Linked DNA regions of Mus musculus: regions 1, 2, 4 and 5 are each linked to region 3. A link is a contact called in public Hi-C, HiChIP or PLAC-seq and Micro-C data. All regions are on one chromosome and are shown on one strand. The core of a region is the stretch at or near the end of the contact, and the rest is flanking DNA. Distances in the headings are between cores, read along the strand shown. Region 1 holds the start of Sec14l1 (SEC14-like lipid binding 1). Region 2 holds the start of Tha1 (threonine aldolase 1). Region 3 holds the start of 2900041M22Rik (RIKEN cDNA 2900041M22 gene). Region 4 holds the start of Septin9 (septin 9). Region 5 has its middle 31 kb from the start of Gm39478.

What was found. A called contact is a pair of places that touch in the nucleus more often than the background predicts. HiChIP or PLAC-seq counts read pairs in DNA pulled down with a chosen protein or histone mark.
Region 1: a contact with region 3 is called in a Micro-C map of embryonic stem cells, with 4 times the contacts expected there. The contact joins the promoter of Sec14l1 here to the promoter of 2900041M22Rik in region 3. A contact is called at or near these places in 1 of 484 Hi-C or Micro-C datasets (embryonic stem cells), 1 of 115 datasets of contacts at active chromatin or transcription factors (large pre-B cells) and 1 of 9 other capture datasets (embryonic stem cells).
Region 2: a contact with region 3 is called in a FOXA1 HiChIP or PLAC-seq map of pancreatic cancer cells. The contact joins the promoter of Tha1 here to the promoter of 2900041M22Rik in region 3. A contact is called at or near these places in 6 of 39 promoter capture datasets (hematopoietic stem and progenitor cells, liver, neutrophils and 2 more), 1 of 115 datasets of contacts at active chromatin or transcription factors (pancreatic cancer cells) and 1 of 9 other capture datasets (adipose tissue).
Region 4: a contact with region 3 is called in an HNF4G HiChIP or PLAC-seq map of pancreatic cancer cells. The contact joins the promoter of Septin9 here to the promoter of 2900041M22Rik in region 3. A contact is called at or near these places in 2 of 115 datasets of contacts at active chromatin or transcription factors (large pre-B cells and pancreatic cancer cells) and 1 of 9 other capture datasets (embryonic stem cells).
Region 5: a Hi-C map of the C3H10T1/2 cell line shows a contact between it and region 3, with 3 times the contacts expected there. The contact joins the enhancer-like site here to the promoter of 2900041M22Rik in region 3. A contact is called at or near these places in 1 of 484 Hi-C or Micro-C datasets (the C3H10T1/2 cell line) and 2 of 115 datasets of contacts at active chromatin or transcription factors (memory CD8 T cells and pancreatic cancer cells).

What each region holds. Positions count from the first base shown.
Region 1 is chr11:117,113,881-117,116,580 of GRCm38.p6, reverse strand. It overlaps Sec14l1 (SEC14-like lipid binding 1), which reads right to left and starts at 1,413. Exons shown (of 16, transcript NM_001166506.2): 1 at 1,230-1,413.
Region 2 is chr11:117,872,135-117,874,834 of GRCm38.p6, reverse strand. It overlaps Tha1 (threonine aldolase 1), which reads left to right and starts at 1,309. Exons shown (of 7, transcript NM_027919.4): 1 at 1,309-1,664. The coding sequence starts at 1,436. It overlaps Gm11725 (a long non-coding RNA gene), which reads right to left. Exons shown (of 3, transcript XR_001780380.2): 2 at 2,632-2,700.
Region 3 is chr11:117,609,924-117,612,623 of GRCm38.p6, reverse strand. 2900041M22Rik (RIKEN cDNA 2900041M22 gene) reads right to left here and starts at 1,377. Exons shown (of 2, transcript NR_015489.2): 1 at 1,190-1,377; 2 at 1-362. It overlaps Gm35170 (a long non-coding RNA gene), which reads left to right. Exons shown (of 4, transcript XR_003949818.1): 4 at 1-801.
Region 4 is chr11:117,264,932-117,267,631 of GRCm38.p6, reverse strand. Septin9 (septin 9) reads right to left here and starts at 1,386. Exons shown (of 11, transcript NM_001113487.1): 1 at 1,037-1,386. The coding sequence starts at 1,091. Gm39478 (a long non-coding RNA gene) reads left to right here and starts at 1,448. Exons shown (of 3, transcript XR_880325.3): 1 at 1,448-1,813.
Region 5 is chr11:117,234,307-117,237,006 of GRCm38.p6, reverse strand. It overlaps a transcript of Septin9 not described here. Among named protein-coding and RNA genes, the nearest start is that of Gm39478, 31 kb to the left of the region's middle. Within about 2 kb of position 1,391, at least 80 of the 459 cell types and tissues checked have an H3K27ac peak or open chromatin away from gene starts, as enhancers often do. A contact at or near this core is called in the C3H10T1/2 cell line and pancreatic cancer cells, where this site is marked.

The sequences.
Region 1 (2,700 bases), core at 164-2,663, 500 kb after region 3:
GAACCGCAAGGCAATCAATTACATGCTCAAGTCTGAGGTCAAGGAACCTTGCTTTGCATACAGAATCACTCGGGTGCTGGCAAGGGCGGCTTTCTGGGCAAACACCCTTGTGTGTTCAGAGTCATCTAGAACCTTTTGCTCACCTACTTAAAGGAGGAGAAAAACAAACAGAAATATAAAAAGGAAAGAAAGTCCAGTGAGCCCAGTAGTCCCACTGGGGCTCAATCAATAAGGATGTTATTTTACCTAGATACAGTCAAAAGACATTCAAAAGTTCAAAACCCAGTATCTCGGTATCCCAAATTACAGGTGTTTAAAAAAGCAAACAAAAAACCCCTACGCTGATAGACTTCAGAGGATTGCTATCTAGAGCTGCACTTCTACAATGTTTACATTGCTTTAAACAGGTCTGGAACTTTCTCTGGTATGTTTGCTTGGCATAGCACTCGGAAGGAGCAGGTTACGTTGGAAAACCACCTTCCAACAGTTGGAAAACTACAATGGCTAATAACTCTGGGTGACCTCAAGCATGCCGTTCGCCTTTCCTGATTCCATCTGTGTGAGACGATCTTACACTCCCAGCTCTCAAACCAGACTCCTCGGTTCTCCAAACTCAAGCCTTCATTAATCTCGATTCAGGCGCTGACGCGTCCTGGAGCGCAGAGACCGCGTTCCATTCACTCTCGTAAACCTTACAACGCCGGTGCGCGGAGGGGAGACTAAGAATCGTTTATATTTTTTTAATTGAGAAAATTAGTTTTCGGGTATCTCTCAAATAAAAGGAGGATGATTACCGGGTGCTGACGGGTAGGAGAGAAGATGCAAGCACTGCGTGATGCCTTTATTAAGAAACTCTTAACCAAGTGACTACACTGAAGGACCAGCTTGCTCGCCAGCTCCCTGAACTTGGGCCAGATCTTGGCTTGGGGAGGTCTGGTCCAGATCCACGCCCTGCGCGGGCATCCGGAGTGACCACCGCCAAATGGCACAGGAGGCCGGGGCTGCCTCTGTTGCATGATAATTGGTATTTGAAAATCAGCCCAGGGTCGGCCCCGGGGGAGCGCCTCCCTGCAGGCCGGGGCTGGACGGAGGGGGCGGCGGCGGCGGAGGGACCCGGCTGGCTCCGCAGTCTCCGAGATGGCGAGCGCCCCGGGCCGTCGCAGCAGAGGGACCCTGCCAGGGACTGACACCCGGGCGCGCTCCTACCCTCCACGACGACGCGAGCTTACCTCTTGTCAGAAGGACCGGGTCGGGGACGCGGCGCGGTGGCGGGATGCGTTCATGCCGGCGGCTCCCCGAAGAGAGAGCCGTGCCACAGGCTCGGCTGCCGCCGCTCGACCGCCGGTTCCGGGGACAGGGGCCGGGGCGGGAGGGCCGAGGGGCGCGGCGAGGGCTCGAGTGGTTGTTACGGGTGACGGGGAGGGAGGGGCCAGCCCGGAAGAGGCGCGCGTGCGCACACCAGGCCGAGGGGGCGGGGGAAGGAGCAGGAGGCGGTTGCTAGGGAGGGGGAGGGGCGGCCGCCGGGCTGGCTAAGGGCCGTACTGCGCCGGCGCGAGTTACAGATCTGCGCGTGCGTAGGAGGGGCTCAGGACTTGGTCTGCCAGGACTCGGAGCGAGCCCCAGAGGCTCCTTCTCTTGGCGTCAGTGGGAAGGGGGAAGGGCCGTGGCGGCGGGCGAGGCTTCGCAGTTAGCAGCCACAGACCCCAGAAAAGATTCAAATGCGCACTCCAGCCGGAGCGGGAACTGGGACCTCTACGGAATGTCAGCTAAGCCGGCCCTCCAGCTTGAATGCTGCGCGCTTGCGCCGTCTGTGCTTCCTCGTGGGCTTCCTCTTTTTTTTCCTGCACTGCTATAGTGTCTGATTGCATTCTGGCCTAGTAATGGTGATGGAGCGAACAGGGTGGGGAGGAGATGGGTGTAACCCAAGCACCCTTGTCAACACGTCCAGATGGTTGGGGAATGTCTGGCTGTGGGATGGCTCTAAGGGGAGGGACCTCAAGTGGGGTGCTAGGTGTGCCTTGCGTTTCAGCGTCTCCAACTTTAAAATTTAAGAGCCACACACGGAGACATTTAGGGGTCCTGAAGACGGGCGGGTGACAATAAGCGGACACCTGGCGCATCCACCCACACAGAAAAGCTAGTTTTAGAAGCAACACACAATTTCTCCATCAGTGTCACTGTTGTTCCGTTCACATTAGTCACCCCGGATGGCTGTACTTGCACACAAGAGTTTGGGAATTTCCTTCAGGACCTGTTTACCCACCACACAAACATATCATTCATTGCTCGATCACACTTTATTTCCAACTCAAACCGTCATTTTCCAGCACTGCTACCCGCGCTACTCAGGCTGCTGATGACTTATGTCCACGTGTAGGGATCACATTCACCTTTAAAAGATGCTGTGGGAGCTGGGCAGTGGTGCCTTTAATCCCAGCACTTGGGAGGCTGAGGCAGGCAGATTTCTGAGTTCGAGGCCAGGCTGGTCTACAGAGTGAGTTCCAGGACAGCCAGGGGCTACGCGGAGAAACCCTGTATCAGAAAGAAAGGGAGAGAGAGAGAGAGAGAGAGAGAGAGAGAGAGAGAGAGAGAGAGAAAGGAAGAAAGAAAGAAAGAAAGAAAGAAAGAAAGAAAGAAAGACAAACATGAGCTCCTGGTAGGAGTGAATGGCAGCACCCATTGAGATGATCTTATCCAGAA
Region 2 (2,700 bases), core at 60-2,559, 260 kb before region 3:
AGGAATCAATCTAAGGATCACATGCTTACTAGCTAGGTGCTCTGTCACAGGGCTCTTGGGCATGACTTCCATGGAAGCACCTTGTCTCTCCAAGCCAATGGTATAGGAAAAAGAAAGATTTCTAGATACCTCCAAAACTCCGTTTCCCATATGTCCTAGAGAGATGGCAGACACAAACCCATACAGTCTCTTGGAGACTCTGTAACTCTAGCTCCAGGTTGTCCAGCGCCCTCTTCTGGCCCCAGTAGGTAACTACACTCATGTGTATCTACTCCCCACCCCACACATATGATTTTTAAAGTTTTAAATCTCCCCCCCCCCCCATACAGGGTCTCTGTGTAGCCTTGATTGTCCTGGAACTCTGTGGACCAGGCTGGCCTCGAATTCAGAGATCCGCCTACCTCTGCCTCCCCAGTGCTGGAATTAAAGGTGTGTGCCACCACCTCCCAGCTTTAAATTCATTTAAAAGAAGAATTTGGGGAGAGGAGAGGGGAAGGGGAGGGGGAAGGAGGAGGAGGAGGGGAGAGGAGGGAGGGGGAATGTATCCCATTTGGTAGCATGCTTGCCTAGCACTTACAAAGCCCTAAATCTAGTTCCCAGCACAGCGTAAACTGGGCATGGTGGCACACACTTGAATTCCCAAGCAGGACGGTCAGATGTTCAAGGTCAACTAGGTTACCCAGTGAGTTCAGAACTAATTTTGTTGTTTGTTTGTTTGTTTTGAGACAAGGTTTCTCTGTGTAGCCCTGGCTGTCCTGGAACTCACTTTGTAAACCAGGCTGGCCTCGAACTCAGAAATCCGCCTGCCTCTGCCTCCCAAGTGCTGTGATTAAAGGCGTGCGCCACCACTGCCCGGCCAGAACTAATTTTTAAGGAGAAAAATTAAAAAGACTCCAGTGGTTGAAAGCTACTGTTTATGGGCAACACGGTACCATACTTGATTCCTGGACTTCACATCAGTGTCTGCAGCCTGTTTCCTCGGGTGTAAAATGAGGACCGTGAGGGACTGGAGAGGTGGCTCAGAGGCATGGAACTGATTATGAAGAGAACCTGAGTTCCATTCCCAAACACCCAGGTGTTTCCCAGAGTGGCTGAGACGCTTAATTAAGTTAAATCTGCAGTGCCACGAGCAGTACCATGTACACGCTAAAATCCCCGGACCTCAGCTTTGTTTCCCACTCAGCAAAGTAAGGAACTGTCATTCCAAAATCTCCTAGCCTTTGGAACAACGGAACACAAAAACTACAACTCTCAGCATGCTGCGGGGCTCGAATAATGTATAAAACTCCAGAGAGGACTACAATTCCCATAGTGCCCCGGGCTTGCCCAGTTCAGGTCCGCGCGGGGTCAGAAGAGTCCAGTTACACGGGTTCCCCGCTGGCACGGAAGAGACTGTCCTCCGCTCCTGCGGCCGAGAAAGACGAGTGCCACAGCCATGCTATGCAGCCTGTTCCGGGCCGCCATGCTACGCAGCCTGTTCCGGGCCACGGTCCCGGGGCTCAGGGTGCCCTGGGCTCAGTGGTCTAGGAATTGGGCGGGGGTCCCAGCCCACGTGGTGGACCTACGCAGCGACACGGTGACCCGGCCAGGGCCGGCCATGAGGCGCGCTATGGCCGAAGCGGTTGTAGGAGACGATGATTACGGCGAAGACCCTACGGTCCACGGTGAGCCCGGCGAACAGGCCCGGGGCAGGGGTCGTTGCGGTGACCCCGGGACGCTGTCCGTGGTTCTGACAGGACAGCACGGACGCAGAGGGGTGCCTCGCTGACATTTGAGGACGCTCAGTGGTGCACTCTGCGTTCTTGTTCCTTCTCGGAGAGATCCCTGGTAATGCAGACTCTTGAGCTCCACAATGGACTTGGGGAGCCAGAATCTGCATTTTAACAGGACCACCTGGTGATTTCTGCCCACTGTCACCCAATTGCCCAGATGGGTGTTGTCCAGACTTGGCAAAGCAAGACCCCGAGATGGGCAGAGAGGAGTTCAAGGACCCACATCAGGAACAGGGAAGAACCAGGGTTTGAGACAGGTCTTACTACAAGGAGGGCTAACTACTCTCCTTCATTCATTGGCTGACTTCACAAAGACAAAATCAATCCAGCAAAGAAAGTGCTCGCTGCTCCTTCACAGGGGGGGGGGGGGGGTGCAGAATTTCATATCTAGGGAGTGCAGCGCGTTAAGGAGACAGCAAACCAAAGCCCACCCGGGGTCAATAGTCACTGCTAAGGTGGACCTCTAGTGCTGCTGTGTGTGCACTAGAGATCCAGAGATACACCAGAGATCACACTTGACCTTTGTGGACCCAGGGGTGATTGGGGCTGATCTAGAATCTCTTGACAACAAGATATTACCAGGAACTTCAAAGATGCTGAGCTACACTGCTCTCAGCAGGCACCTGGTGTAAACAGGTCACCACATCAAGGCTGGGAGGTCCTGGCCTCGACAGGAGTCTGAGGAGGGTGAACCAGGGGCTGGGAGGAGGAGCGAGCAGAACTCATCCCCGACCGCACACAGGGCTCAGGGAGACACGGGTATGTGTCCTCTGGGGACAGAATCTAGATCACTTTAGCACTGAGCATTGTGTCACAGACAGGAGAGCCACCATGGCCTTTACCCAGGCCATCCACTCACCCGCCAGCTGCACTCTTTGTGCCCTGCCCGCTCCCCAGAGGCTCTTCTTCCGTGGTGATGTGCAGAGGA
Region 3 (2,700 bases), core at 128-2,627:
CAGGTAGTTTCAACATTCGACCTGCCCTCTGGAGCCCAACGACCTCCCTCCCAACAATGACCACTTGGGTAGAGGCAGAAGCAGCAGCACTGGCCAATGTCAACCGATGTGTACATCCTCAGCTGGTGCTGACTCCACACTATGCAGACCGGCCAACCCCAGGTAACAGGACTGCAGTAGGAAGGGAAGCTCTTCAGTCTCCTGGCTCCCACCGATGTGGTTTCTGCTCTGGATCTGCCGCAGCCAGCCAGGTACCAACGCCACCTGCATGTAGCTCAGGGACATCAAAGCTGTTGAGAACGTTTTCCCACTGAACTGAGCCTGGGTGGGTCCTTCACCTGTTCTTGACATTCTTCCTGAATCTGGAAATTGAGGACATGCTTGTGTGACTATCGTGTCACATGGTGGCCACCAGATTGTTCTCCATGACTCCTGCCACCTTTGTGTCTGAAGGTGGGACTGTGCCTGACCAAATGACCATGATACCCACCCCCCGCCCTCCACCCCATGCTGGCTTTGGCAAAGCAGCTGGATAAGCTCTGAGTTGCTGATAGAGGGGGCTATTTAGCCAGAAGTAGAGTGTGGTCTCCATCTGATCGTCAGCAAAGAAACAGGTCCAACAGCCCACATAGTGCGAGCCTGACAGCCCACAAGGAACTGACAGACACCAACTGGCTGAGTTGAAGATGGATCTTTCTTTCAGACGATTAGCAGTTCAGACTAGGATGGCAGCTTCATGAGAGCACAAGTGGAGGACCTGGCCAGAGGCTTGGACCCCTGAACCTCACTGTTTTGTTTTAAGCTCACTGTCTTGGTGTCATTTGTTACAAAGTATCTGGGAGCTAGTCTGCAGTCCTGTGAAGTTGAACACAAAATGATGAGCTATGATATCAAGACAGCAGCCACCCTGGTCAGGTCTCTCTCTCTCTCTCTCTCTCTCTCTCTCTCTCTCTCTCTCTCTCTCTGCTGACTAGCAAGGCTGGCACTAGGAAACAGTGTCTGAGATACGGGATCTGAAGCAGGTTCCTGGAGAAGACTCCAGAGCTATCACATCTTTGCTGGGTGATAACGGGTAAATGGTCTGACTAGCACATGCCCAAGCTTCCGACTTGGAAGGTGGAACTGGTGCTGGTCTGTCCTTTTTCTCATAAAAGGGATAAAGAAAGCAGCCTCCTAACCAAATACTCACCCTGCACTGCCGGAGAGATCCCAGCTTTTAGGACAGCTCGGAAGGCATCTGCGCGGTGCAGCTGCAAGGCGTGGTCTTGTGTGTTTTGCCGAGGGAGAAGTGGAAGCCCAGAGAAGTTAAAAGGAAGCACAAGACCATATAACCAATCAGCGGGCCAGCTCAACTAGCCTCATAGCTCTACTTCTAATGGGTGTGTGATGGGCGGGGCAGACTCCTGCAAGCCCGTCCTTTCTGAGGTCCGAGGTGTTCCTGCAGCGTGTAGAGTGGGCGGAGCTTCCAGGAGATCCCTGGTGGGGCGTCCTCCTAGAGCCTGGGGAGTTTGGAATCTTTGTGCCTCTTTATTAGACTTGCATAGCCCAGACTGGCCGAGCCTGAGAAGTGAATTTTTCTGTATTAAATAATTTTCCTGTTCCTGATAAGATCCAGCAACAAAAGGAGTCTAAGGAAGGAAAGGGTTGTTTGGTTCACAGTTCAAGGTCATTGTGGGGATGGTGTGAAAGCCAGAGTGGGAGACAGCTGGTCACATGGCATCCTCTGTCAGGAAGCAGAGAGAGACAGAGACAGAGAGAGAGAGGAGAGAGAGAGAGAGAGAGAGAGAGAAAGAGAGAGAGAGAGAGAGATGCTGGTCACATGACATCCTCAGTCAGGAAGCAGAGAGATGGATGCTGGTCACATGACATCCTCAGTCAGGAAGCAGAGAGAGAGATGGATACTGGTGCCAGGCTCTGTTCCTCCTTTTTGTTTAGTCCAAGACCCCAGCCCAGGAGGATTGTATCCAGTTCTCAATTCTGTCAAGTTAACAAGATTCATCTTTACATTCTCTGTCTCTCTCCCTCATAGGCCAAAGGCATGCATCTTGGGCTGTGCACACAGGGGCTGTGCTGGCAGCTTCTGGCCCACGTGAACCCACAGTGAAGCCCGAAGCAAGCTGTGGGCAGGAGGGCAGCAGGAAATGCTTATCCTGCAGGCTTCTGCAGAGCGGGTTCTAGTTTATACGATCTTCATGGGAGTCTTCCTTTGTGGCTGGTGGGTCATTCTCATTTCCACATCTGTGTTAATTAGCTCTAAAAGCATAGGAGGTGTAGGTTTTAATCTGATTGGTTGCCTGATCACATACTACAGGCTAGGGGCTGAAACCACAGTCACTGAGAGGGAGGAGGGAAGAGGGAGGAGGGAGCTGTCTGTTGTCTCCTCGAGCTCCATTCTGAGGACCAGCTTGGGCTACTTTTCCTGTTGAAATGACAAGACAACCTAATGGAGCAAGGATTTACTGTGGTGCATGGTTTGAGAGTGCAGTCCTGGCGTGGTGTGGAGTCTGAGGCAGGGGCCAGGTAGCATCTGTGAGCAGGAAGCAGAGATGAGTCTAGGCACTCAGCTCATGTTCTCCTTGTTATTCAGCTCAAGTCCACAGCCCATAGAACGGTGCCACCCACATCCAGGGACGGTCTTCTTACCTCAGCTAAGCCAATCTAGAAGACTCCTCCCTCACAGACATGCGCAGAGGTTGGCAC
Region 4 (2,700 bases), core at 137-2,636, 350 kb after region 3:
TGAAGCCCTTCCTCCCTCGCTCACAGCCCACCAGAGGGCTCTGCCTAAGGCTGCCTGAGAGCCCCTCAGAGGGGCGGGGGCTCCGGGCCCGGCAGAGTCAGGCCCGCCCCTCGGAAACCCAGCCCCAGACGCGCGCGGGACACCATTGTGTAAGCCTCCCTTTCCACTGGCTTTATTTACTCCGGAGGGGGACGCAGGACGAGGGGCCACGGCACCGGCAGTGGCAGTCACGAGGCCTCTGGAAAGCCCGCGCATGCAAGCCCAGGGCGGAGATGGAAGGCCCACCCTTGGAGGAAACGGCCCCCAAGTATCTTTGCACTTTGTAAACTCAGGACAAGAGGCGAAAGTGCTGTCCTTGTGTGAGCGCACAGGCCCCCTCTCTCCCAAAAGGCTCTTCTCTCTCTGATGGATAAAGGTGTCCCAGGCCTGGATCGGGGGTATTGGACATCCCACCCTGGACCCTGAGACTCGCCGGGCCGGGATCCCCTCGGGTGCATGGGGCCTGCGGGCCGATCAATTTGGCAGCCCTTGCCAGCCCCGGGACTGGGCTCAGCCCCAACCCCGGAGCTGGCGTGGGGGAGGGGAGGAGGTCCACCCTGAGGATTCGGCCTCCCACTGGATCCGAGGAGGGGAACTAACTCCCATGCTGGTGAGAGCTGAGGGCGAGCACCAAAAGAAGAAAACCCACTGGTTTCCAGGGTGGAATTGCGCTCCTGGGGTTGTTCCCAAGAAGTCAAGCCCGCCCTCGAGGAGACGACAGTCCCAGAGCAAAAACAAACAACAATAAAAAGACGAACACCCCAGAGGCAGCATGAACCTGGGATCCCCAGGGGGCGCGTGGCCCCCAACTATAGGGTCTATCATCTACAGGCCCCCTTAATGGGGCTCTCCAACTCGGCAATGCGGGGTCTGGGGCGCAGAGCCCCAGGGTGAGCAAACCGGGGTCTTGCCTCTCCCGTGCTCATCCCGTCCCGTCTCAGGCCCGCCTGGAGGTTCCTGCCCAGCTCGCCAAGCAACCGCTGGGTCGGGCACCCACCTTCAAAGTCTGAAATGATCCCGTCCAGCTGTGCGTTGACCGCGGGGTCGGACATGGTGGCTGGTGCGCAGGGAGTCCCGCGGAGACCGGGCCCTGCGCGCTCCCGCTCCCGGTGCAGAGCTGGCCGCCGGAGCCCCTCGGCCCCCACGGTCGGCTGAATGAATGGGGGAGGAAGGCGGGCGCCGGCCCCTCCCCAAGCACCCGGGCCCCCGCCCCGCCCCCGCCTCCCGGCTGGATCAGGTTCCCGTACCCCAGCCGGCCTCCGCGACTCGGCACTGGCTGTTGCGCCCGCCTGTCAAAACTGGGCCTGGAGGGGATGGAACCAGAGCTGCTTCTACAGGGACTGCAGAGTCCCAGGCACACGACCTGGGCTGCCCCCCCTTCTCCCTTCCTGGCGGGTGCCCAGGGGACCGCGACAGACACGGCCTCGGCCCCTCCCCCTCACGCCCCTCCGCGGCCAGATGTGGGCGGATGTAGAGGATGTGGAGGCCGGGCCACAGCAGCGGGCGGGCGCCGAGGGGGACAAGATTCCTCCCCTTCCCTGGGCGCAGTGCTCTTGCTGCCCGAGGTTTTATTTACGCAGCCAAAGTTCCTGAGTGCCTCCTTCGCATATAAGCACGGGGCCTGCAAGGGTTAAGCTGTAGCGCTAGGCTAGTGTGGGTCTGCAGGACCCTAGACGGTTCACTACAGAGATGAGGGTCCCGGGAGTTCTCAGCATCCACACGTCGAGGACTGCTACCCCCTTGCACCCCCGGGGGTCGCTGCTGCATCCTTTGGGTAAGTGCTACGGAAGGGATAGGGCAGGGAGAGGCGGCCCTTCTGAAGAATCGTTGCAACGCCCCTCCCCCCTTCCACTGTATGGGCTTCCTGAGTACAGAGAGTGGACCACGACCTTCCCTCCAGAAGAGAGAAACCATAGTTCCTAACATCAGAAGGAAGGAAGAAGGCTGCTCCTGGGCTCCTTCCACATCAGTGGGTACCCACAGCCTAGACTTTCTCTGTCCAAGTAGCCTTCACACTTCAGACATCCACCGGGCAAGCAGAGAAAACCACGGGGCTATACAGAAAAAACAAACACTAGTTACCAGGAAGGGTCCCCAGGGATTGGGGGGGTGGGGGGAGGCGGTGTTCACCACTTCCTGGATGAGCCAAGTCTCCTGCCCGCTGGGCACAACCTTAGACCTGGGACCTCTCTGCTCAATCAGGGCTGCATGGATTCATAGCTGGGGACAAGTCCCTGCAGAGTGGGCGAGTGACTCATCCCCTGGTCCTCAGTGTGAGTCCCTGAGCTGTCCTGGGTCTGGGTCTGCTTTCTCCCTATTCCACCATTCTCAGTGAGGGAAGAACAGTGCTGAGACCTGCAGAGGCTGGTGAGGCTGCAGAGGAGAGGAGAAGCCTGGGCTAGGTTTGGTGAGACTTTTTTTTTTAAGCTGCTGGAATAGAGTCCTTCCTATTTCAGAAAATGTGCCCCTCCCTCCCTCCCTCATGCCTCAGATGGTTTAAAAACTATTTTCAACCAAGTGAGCTTTTGGACATGGAAAGTGCAAAACCACGGCCATTTTAGATGCACCCGCACCCCCATCCTTCTGGAAGCCTTACTTCAGGAGCAGTGGGCACCCCTGATGGCTTCTGTCAGGGTCTCAGCCTGCCTGGCAGTCTGACCA
Region 5 (2,700 bases), core at 142-2,641, 380 kb after region 3:
GACAGGATAGATCAAATAAGGATCTAATAACCAGCATATATAAAGAGCTCCCTCAACTCAATAACAAAGCAACTTGACTCAAAAATGGGCAGAGCCTGGTGTGAAGGCACACACCTGTAATCCCAGCACTTGATAGGCGGAGGCAGGACCATCAGGGGTTCAAGGCCACCTCAACTATTACTAGTCTTATAACCAGCCCAACACCAGCTACACAGGGAGAATGGTGTCCCCCACAAACGCCTACCACCCCAGACTCTTACTCTGGTACTCTCACACCCCATATCCCCATACCCCTACCACCCCATACGTCTATCCCCCCCCAACACAGAGAGCAGTGTCTGGGAGAAAAGGCTCTTGGGCAAGCTATATGGCTCAACTGGTAAAGGTGCTTGTCACTAAGCCTGATGACGTGAATTCTGTTTCTGCACCCAAATGATGGAAACAGAGAACAGATTTCTTCAAGTTGTCCTCTGACCTCCACACGTGTCAGGGCAAATGTACACAAACACAGATAGACTCTTTTTTTTTTTTTTCTTGAAAGGAAAAAAAAAAAAGGAAAGGCTTTTTGTGGATAGAATGTGGTGGCTTAAGTTGTGATCATCCCAGCTGCCCAGAGGCCTTAAATATCCTCATTTTTAGAAAGGCAGAGGGAGATCTGAGAGAAGCCGGTCACGAGACAGCAGAGGCAGAAGCCAAGAAAGCCGACGCTGCTGGAGCCACCAGGAGCTGGGAAAGCATTGGGCCAAGAGCTGCTTGGAGCTTCAGAAGGAGCTAGCCCTGCCCAGCTCGTTCTGCTTCTGATTTCTGACCTGCAGAGCTAAGCAAAGTCACAGCAATCCATCAGTCACAGCTGGAGCCCGCCAGAGGCTCTGCGGCCAGCCCAGAGGTGGGAGATGAGAGGACTGAATGGGGCAGTGAGCCTCCAGAGAGCCCCGGTTGTCTGCCTGCCCCGTGGCAGAGAAGACCTGGGACCCTGGTGTCTCACTACACAAACCAGACCCCAGCCAGGAGCATACATCCAATGCCAGGGCAGTTGGACCCTTGCAGAGAGCCATGTGTGGATTCCTTACTGGGCAGTGTCTCCCATGATCCCTGTCTGTGACTGCCCCATTGGCCTAGCCTTTCTCACCCTCCCTGTCCTCTCCTTGTCCCCTGGCTGAGTAGAAAGCTCCCTTTTAGAGAGTCAGCCTCTCTCTCTCTCTCTCTCTCTCTCTCTCTTTCTCCCCACCCCGTGCTGAAACACAAGCGCTTGGAACAAGATAAAACTGCTTAATTTCTAAGAGCCACAAAGCCAATCCAGAAGACTGAAAAGAGAAACCACGCCGACCCTTGGCTGAGAACGCAGCATCCCGTGCCTCTGGGGCCTGTCTCTGCTCAGTGACTCATGCCAGCCCTGCTGAGGAGCCTGAAGCATTTGCCTGGGGAAATCTCTGAGAGGACCCCGGGCCAGCCCCACAAGGTGGGAGGGGGAGCGGAAAGGAAAAGAAAGGACAGGGCAGAGCTAAGGATGCCCACTCAAGCCCTGAACCTCTTCCCTGCGGCTAGAAGGTCCCATGGCCCCAACCAGGGCAAGACCACACCCTTGACCACACCTCCTGGGCAGCAGGGCTGGACCGGCTTCAGCCACCAGTCCTTGGGGCATCCAGCCAGCCAGGTCTCCATCCACTGGAGTGCCCTGGCCCACAGCCTCCCAGCGTGGAAGCAGGGATGGAAGGAGGCAGCTTTCATAGCATCTGACACTGAGACAGAATGGCAGGATACAGCACAGCCAGCTGGAAACGGGGAGCCAGCCAAGTGCACACCAAAACCTCAGAAGCCCACCAAGGGGAGGGACTCAGTCTCACTCTACAGATAAGGAAACTGAGGGCAAGCCACAAAGTAATCTGCTCAAGGCCACCCTGCAGGGACAGGGCAAGAGCCTGACTTCCCCGGGGACTGGGGTTAGGATTAGGGCTCCAACTGACCCTAATTAATCAACTGGGTGAAGACCAGGCTGGAGGAGGGGTGGGGGTTTTCCTCTTCTGTCCTAGTCTGGCCATTTACGGCTGAGTTTTGGTTAAGAAAACTTTTGTAAAAATACATCCAAATGAAGGGTTCCTAGAGCGACAGTCATGCCTAGCATGGTGGCCTGTGCCCAGATCCAGTTACTCAGGAGGCTGAAGTAGGGTAATCCTGAGTTTGAGATCAACCAGGGACACATAGCAAGACGACACCTCAAAATGAAAAAAAGAAAATGTAAATGTCGGGGAGAACTGCAACTGTACAGCACCTCCAGGCACAACTGAGGCCCTGGATTCCATTCACAGCCCCCCCAAAAAAAAAGAGGGGGAGGGGAGGACTGGTCTTTGGCCGTGACCCATCCTAAGAGAAGGCACCACGTGAGGATGTAGCTCACTGGTAGAGTGTATGGCCCTGGCACAGTACCCTGGTCCATTCCCAGCATCACATAAACCTGCGGCAGGTTTGTAATCCCAGCAACCTGACCATAGAGGCAGCAGGATTGGGAGTTCAATACCATCCAGGACTACACAGTGAAATTGGGGCCAGGTAACCTGCCTCAAAACAAACAAAAGGAGAAGGTCTCGCTCTGGTCCGGTGCTGCGCTGTCCTTGGCTAAGGGCACCAGTGAGGGTCGGGTGGTGAAGGCCAGGATCCAGGGCTCTCAAAGGCTGCTTTGTTCTCTGGTCAGCCTGTGAATCT